2 separate regions of the Mus musculus genome follow, and region 1 is linked to region 2. A link is a contact called in public promoter capture Hi-C data. All regions are on one chromosome and are shown on one strand. The core of a region is the stretch at or near the end of the contact, and the rest is flanking DNA. Distances in the headings are between cores, read along the strand shown.

Region 1 (3,193 bases), core at 231-2,730, 140 kb after region 2:
CTCTCGGGGTGGCAGAGTCCTCCCCAGCATCGTGAACTGCGGGGCTCGAGTCTTGTAGATCATAGGATTCACTACGTGGTAGGCACAAGGGCCTGGGGTCTAAGGAGGACAGGATGGGTGCTGGGTACAGCCTCTGTTCCTTGTGATCAGCTGATTTTTTTTTTTTTTTCCTCAAGCTAAAATCTCACTATGTACCCCAGGCCGGCTTTGAACTCCTGCCTCAGTTTCCTGAGTGGTGAGGTGCCTGGAGTTCTGCACCACCCCCAACGTCACAGACTCTCTTGACTACTAGGGACTGCATATGCAGCGGGCAGACCCTTCCCCACCTTGCTGAGGTCCTCGAAGCAGCTGCCCACAGGGCTGCGGCTGTAGATGGAGTAAGTTGGGGCTGAGACTTTGCTTATGACTCGTGAGCCCAAGAGCGAAGGCACGGTGTAGGACCCAGGGCCTAAGGAGGAGTCAGCAAGAGGTCCAATGGTCCAATCTCCTTGCCTTTACGGCAGACTGCGGGTTGGGGTATAGGAAGGTCCCTAGTGCTGGATCCAGCCCTTGAGGCCTCACCTGGGGTTTCTTGCTTTGCGAGGATGCCCCAGTTTCGGGGAGCGATGGTATGCCGAGGAGCGCTGGGGTACGTCACATTTCTCGCGCGTTCTGGGTAGTACCTGCCTATGGGATGGACCAAGAGTGTGGGCCAGAACTGGGGTGGGGTAAGTTACGGGAAGCCTAGCCTGGGGTCTTGGCACTAGGGAGAAATGGGAGCCACAGTGAGGATCGGGTTTTTGGGTATGGGTAGGAGGTTCCCGGGGAATTTCCTGGTGGGCGTTCTTGGAGGCAGTTCCACGTTGGGGAGACCCGGGCCCCAGGGTGCTGACCCGGTCCCGGAGTGAGGACAGGCGCCGTGTGGCTTAGGCGACCGTAGATGGAGAAGGCCGGGGAGCCAACTGTGCCGCGCACAGTCATGCGAGCAGGCACCAGGTAACTCGGCCCGGGTCCGCAGGTTGCATGCCGCAAGGGTGGACGCGAGCCGAAGGAGAAGGCGGGGGCTCGCGGCCGAGACGGGTCGTGCAGTTTGTAACCTGGGGGCGCATTCCCGCGTCACCTCCCGCAAGACCCAGAGGCTGCCAGCTCTGTTCCCTCTCCCATTTCACCAACGCAGCTCCCGCACAGAACCTCTAATCTTCTGCCCTCCCTTTTTGCTTCGGGCACAGTTCTCCAGTTCCTTGGCCTCCTGGCACCAGTGTAGACCGCCCACAGTCCCACCTTCCCAGTTTCCTCCCCTGCATCCGCCCTTGCTACCGGTGTTCGTTGGCAGCTTGTATTTTGGCCCCGGGCCTCTGTAGAGCGCCGCGATGGGGCCGCGGGGCCGATGTGGCCGCCAAGTGCCGACCCAGACTTCTGAGCCCATAGCGCTGGTGGGGGCGCTTATGGCTTGCAGCACCTGTGGAAGGAATTCCTAGGAGACACACTTCCCCAGCTCCACTGTGGACCAGCAGGACCGAGGACAAAGCTAACGCGTATCCCAGGGCACCGGAAAACAAACAATAGTTTCCCAGGATGGGAGGCGGGTGCGCTAGGGCAGGAGCGAGCTTCAAAGCCATCCATGGCCGCCTATCCCAGGCGCTTCGGTACCAGTGTTTAAATACAGGCCAAGTTTGAACCCAGACCGTGGAAAGGGAACGTGGAAGGGGAGTTTTGGGGTGCTAGAGGGGTTTTAGAGGTGTTGGGAAAAGAGGCCCTGGGGAGGGCCCTTTTAGGGGCACAGGGTGCTCCGAGGGAAGGCCTGGAGAGGTACTGACCTGCGGTGGTGGTTACCCTCTTGGGGAAGCAAAGCTGGGGAGTTTGATAACCCTCTTGTCAAACTCTCATACCCCATTATGTCCCAGCCGGCTTCCTGGCAACCAGCCCAAGGGCTTGGCCCCACCCTCCGGGGCCTTCAGTACTATCTCCTGCTACTGTGGTCTGCGGAGGAGCTCTGGGGTACATCTCCCGTTACTGCGGGTGCTGGTTGGCCATTAGGCTGGGCCATAAATCTGCAGACAAAGACGCTTTAAGAATAAAGGAATCATACAGAAAGCACTAATTATGTATCCACGTAAGCCCATGTAACATTTGCAAAACTAATGTTTTGGGCCAGAAAAAGAATGCAAATTGATTAGAGAGACTACAGTGCAAGACTTGACCGCATTCCAAAACATTCTCAATTGAACAAATTTTTTTTAAAAGTAAATTAAAAAAACCTTTGGGATCAAAACTCAAACCTTGAGTCGTGAATGATACAAAATACTTCAGAGGAAAACGGAATAGGATGCATCTGAAGTAGAGAAAAATTTATAGCCCTAAGATAACAGTGTCAATGAACATTTTAATGATGTTTAGAATTCATTTTGCAAGCTGAGGGGAAAAAACAGAAAGAAAAAAAAAAAGGAAGAAAATAGAAAGAAAAAAAGAAAGCAGAGTAAACAGGTAGTTCCAGTATTCAGAGCTAGGGCTGGAGGGTCTCAAGTTCAGGACCAGTCTGAAATACACACGGTGATCCTGACTCAACCAAAGCAAAAGAAACGGCAACAAAAGGATAAAAAATAGCAGAAATGATAAGTATCTATTTGCAAAAGCAGGGTCTTTCAGTGGGCTTGATCAAGGTGAAAGTAATAGTCAACAAAAGATCAGATACCAAGCCAGTGTGGTGATGCACAGCTGGTATCTCTCCCTGTTCTCAGGACACAGAGGCAGGTTGGCTGTGAATTCAAGAGCAGGCAAGTCTACATAATGAGTCTTCAGGGTCTCTTATGTATAGAGTCTGCAAACAAGGGTACTTTGCTTTCTATTCCTAAGTGGGCCCGTTTTTTATTTTCTTTTATTGCTATAGCTAAGACTTCAGGAAATATGCTGAGTAAAAATGGAGAAACTAATTATTCTGCCTTGTTCCTGGTTTTCATGAAAATGCTTTTACGTGTTTTTCTCTTTAGTATAATGTTGGCTGTAGGTTTGGCATACTTAGTGTTTATTGTATTAAGATATGTTCCTTCTGTCCCTTTTTCTTCGGGGATTTGATCATAATTAGATTTTGTTGAAGCCTTTTTGGGATCTGTGGAGACAGCCATGTGATTTCTGTCTTTAAGGCCATTTATGCTACATTAATTTACATATGTTGAACCATCTTAGGATCTCTGGAAGGAACTAAAGTCTATTTTTG
Region 2 (3,529 bases), core at 338-2,837:
GTAGTGTGTGCTCTTAACTGTTGAGCCATCTCACTAGCCTTATTTATTTATTTATTTATTTATTTACTTACTTACTTATTACTTACTGTGTAATCCATGCTGGCCTCAAACTCACTGTAATCCTCCTGCCTCAGTCTTGCCAGTGCTGGGAATACCTATATGAGACAGCACATTTGGCTCCTGGAGTCTCCATTGAATCTTGGCCTTACCTTTACAGAGTTAAGCATCACTCTCTCCAGGGCCTTTCTTTGGGGATCCAGACCCTACTACACATTGCCTGACCTTCCAGACTTTTCTTTGAAACCAGAATGGAAGCCTCAGTAATTTTATGCCTTAGAGTTTCTATAGCTATGATAGAACACTGTGACCAAACGCAATATGGGGAGGAAAGGTTTTATTTTGTTTACACTTCTGCCTTATAGTTCATCACTGAACACAGGGCAAGAGCCTGGCGGGCGGCAGGAGCTGGTGATATAGAGGATATGGAGTGGTGCTGCTTCTGGCTTGCTCGGCCTGGTTTTTGTTTTTGTTTTTATAGCACTCAGACTACCAGCCCTGAGCATCATATGGGCAGTGCCCAGTCTGCCGCCAGCTTGGTCAGTAGCTGGCACCCCTTGGACCATGGGTGCTTAGACGGCTGAATGTGCGGGAAACACTTTCCTAAGTGCCTGAGCATGAGTCGGATGCCTAGAGCTGTCTTTCAAAAGACATAAAAGCTTTCTGCCTCAACTAAAGTGATAGTGGCCGGTTCCTATTGTCCTGATGCCAAGTACTTGGCTTCTTTCTAAGCACCTCTGCCTTTCCAACAGCCACACTTCCCCAGGCCCCCACTTTCCATGGGGTGCTTTGCTGAGCAAGTGGAAAGCTTTCAGGCCTTTCTTCTGCCGTGGGTCTGCTCATACCCATGCTGTGAGCTTCTCTAGATAGCGCAGCCACTTATATCCATGCTTCAGCCTGAACGCCAGCATGCAGTGAGTTTCCTGTGCTAGATAATCAGCTAATTCATCACTTTTTTAAGATCATGGTTTTGTCTTCTTCAGGTTCCTTTCTGATCCTACTTACTCAACTTAATGGTTTTGTTTTTTTCTGTCTATTTTCAAAGAAACAAACGAAACAAAAAAAACAAACAAATAAACAAACAAAGTCAAGAAATACAATTCCTCCTACAAAACAAAGATAAAAAAATAAACAAGCAAAAGAACAATAAGACAAAAAAAATATTCAAAGCAAAATGAAGCAATAAGTCCACAGGGAAGAGCTAGGGAGGCTGGGATCTGCACCAAGAGACAGAGTCCTCAGTGAGTGGAGACGGCAGGAGGGGGGAGCTCTTGCAGGTAGGCTGCTACAGGACTAAGACTAACCCACACACACACACACCACACCCCTGAAAGATCAGCAGCGGGGATAGACAGGAAGGAGAGTGAAAATTGCCTTTCGTTGTACCAGCCCAGCATGCCACTGGGAATCCCTGGTAAAAAGAGTTTTTGAGGACTGCTGGCTGACACAAAGGAGTGGAGAAGCCAGAAGGGAAAGCTGAATCTGAACCAAGAGGCAGAGGCCTCAGGAAATGAGTAGGGTGGAGGAGCCTCTGCTGAGAGGCTGTGGTAGTATAAAGAGGAAGTCTGGAGAGACAGGAATGAAAGGGCTTGGGAGACCCTGGGCCTGCACCAGAAGCTAGTTGTTCACCTTTAACTTAGCCTTCAAGGAGCTAGAGGGATTGCTCAGTGGTTAGGAATTCTGACTCCTTATCCAGAGGTCCCAGATTCAACTTACAGCACCTACCTGGTGGCTCACAGCCATTTATAAATCCAGTTCCAGGGCATCCAATCCCCAGACACACATTCAGGCAAAACACCCATACATATTAAAAACAAACAAACAAATAAACCCAGCCTCCACACAGTCTCTATTCACTGACAGAATATAGACGAATTTTCCCCCTGCAATGTAATACAAGTGGCCTGTAATCCAGTTCCTAATATAGATGTTGCTTCTATATAGAATTGCTCTTTCTTTCCCACACCCCTGTCAGTATTCTGATCTTCTGAGATCCCAGCAGAATTACATAGAAATCTCATCTTGTAGCATCCTAAAGTCTTTCTAATGTCTTTCTCCAAGCTGTTCCAAATACCTCCAACAATCACATGAGCTCTGGAGTCTTAAGAACCTCATTGTGGCTGGGTGTGGTGGCACACACTTTTAATCCCAGCATGTGGACGGCAGTTAGATCTCTGAGTGTGAGGCCAGCCTGGTCTACTTAGTGAATGTCAGGCCAGCCAAGGCCTCATTGTGATACCCTGTCTCAAAACCAAAACAAAATAACAATAAAACCTTACACTGTGAATCTGGATATGGTGGGGCATGCCTTTAATTCAGCACAGGGAGGCAGTGAAAGAACTTTCTGTAAGGCCACCTTGGTCTACATAGTCACTTCCAGGCCTGCCAGGGCTACATAAACTGTCTTTAAAAAAAAAAAAACTCTCAAAATACAAAGAACCCTATTGTTTAGTCATGACAGTGCCTACTCCCCCCGAATCATTTTAATTTAAATGAGTATTTTGCTTATATGTGTATGTCTGCATGTGTTCATGTGTGCATGTTGAATGACTGTGGTGACCAGAAGAGGGCATCAGGTCCCCTAGAACTGGAGAATTGGATGTGGGAATTAAACCCAGATCCTCTAGAAGAGAATCCAGTGCTTATAACAGTAGAAACACAGTCCCAGCCCGGCTGGTGTGTTGGTTTTACATTTCTGTGACAGAATACCCATATAAACAACTTGAGAGAAGATGATTTTGTTTCATAGGCTGAGCAGTCTTACTCTTTCACAGTGGGGAGACCATGGCAGAGCAGAACAGCTCACGTCATGGGAACCAGGAAGGATAGAAAAGAATGAGGGGAAGGAGGGAAGGAAAGAATAAGACAAAGAAAAAGATAGAAAGCTCTTAGCTAGCCTCTCCTTTTTTCTGCTATTCTTTTTTCAGGCCCTGAGCGTATTAGATGGTATCAACAATACATTCAAGGCAGATCTTTCCACCATAATCAATCATCTCTTGGATGCCTTCAGACACACCCGGAAGTGCTTTATAGCTTCCTAGGTGCTTCTCAGTCCCATCAAGATGACAATCACAATAATGGCTCTTGATTTCTTTTCTTTTCTTTTCTTTTCTTTTCTTTTCTTTTCTTTTCTTTTCTTTTCTTTTTGGTCTGACATTTTCGTTAGTGTGATAACATTGTCAGCTACTTGACAGGATTAGAATCACTTGGGAAATGGCCATGTCTGCAGACTATTCTGATTGCAGTGACTGAGGTGGGAAGGCCTGCCCACTGTGGGCGGCGCCATTCTGTGCGCAGACCTTAGACTGTGTGAGGAGACGGTGGGCTGAGTACAGGTGGTTTTTGACTGCTTGCCCCCAGTTCCTTCTGAAGGGCCTGGAACGGAGAGCTAAACCAGCCCTTCCTTAAGTTGTTCTTGCATTTTATCACAGAATCAGGAAAAGAAACTAAGATGCAAAATTAACTCTATAAA

Evidence for each region. Promoter capture Hi-C pulls out the DNA fragments that hold promoters and counts their contacts.
Region 1: a promoter capture Hi-C map of the HPC-7 cell line shows a contact between it and region 2. The contact joins the promoter of Odf3b here to the enhancer-like site in region 2. A contact is called at or near these places in 10 of 39 promoter capture datasets (the C10 cell line, the HPC-7 cell line, HPC-7-derived erythroid cells and 7 more), 4 of 15 datasets of contacts at CTCF or cohesin (CD8 T cells, the NIH/3T3 cell line, large pre-B cells and 1 more), 20 of 484 Hi-C or Micro-C datasets (B cells, the C2C12 cell line, CD4 T cells and 13 more), 14 of 115 datasets of contacts at active chromatin or transcription factors (the HPC-7 cell line, the SCID.adh cell line, T-cell acute lymphoblastic leukemia and 10 more) and 3 of 9 other capture datasets (adipose tissue, liver and pancreatic islet).

The regions. Positions count from the first base shown.
Region 1 is chr15:89,377,774-89,380,966 of GRCm38.p6, forward strand. It overlaps Odf3b (outer dense fiber of sperm tails 3B), which reads right to left and starts at 1,481. Exons shown (of 5, transcript NM_001013022.1): 1 at 1,297-1,481; 2 at 873-1,076; 3 at 562-666; 4 at 327-448; 5 at 1-99. The coding sequence starts at 1,405.
Region 2 is chr15:89,238,599-89,242,127 of GRCm38.p6, forward strand. All of the region lies in intron 1 of Ppp6r2 (protein phosphatase 6, regulatory subunit 2), which reads left to right. Among named protein-coding and RNA genes, the nearest start is that of Ppp6r2, 29 kb to the left of the region's middle. Within about 2 kb of position 1,588, at least 54 of the 459 cell types and tissues checked have an H3K27ac peak or open chromatin away from gene starts, as enhancers often do. A contact at or near this core is called in the G1E-ER4 cell line, the HPC-7 cell line, adipose tissue and 5 more, where this site is marked.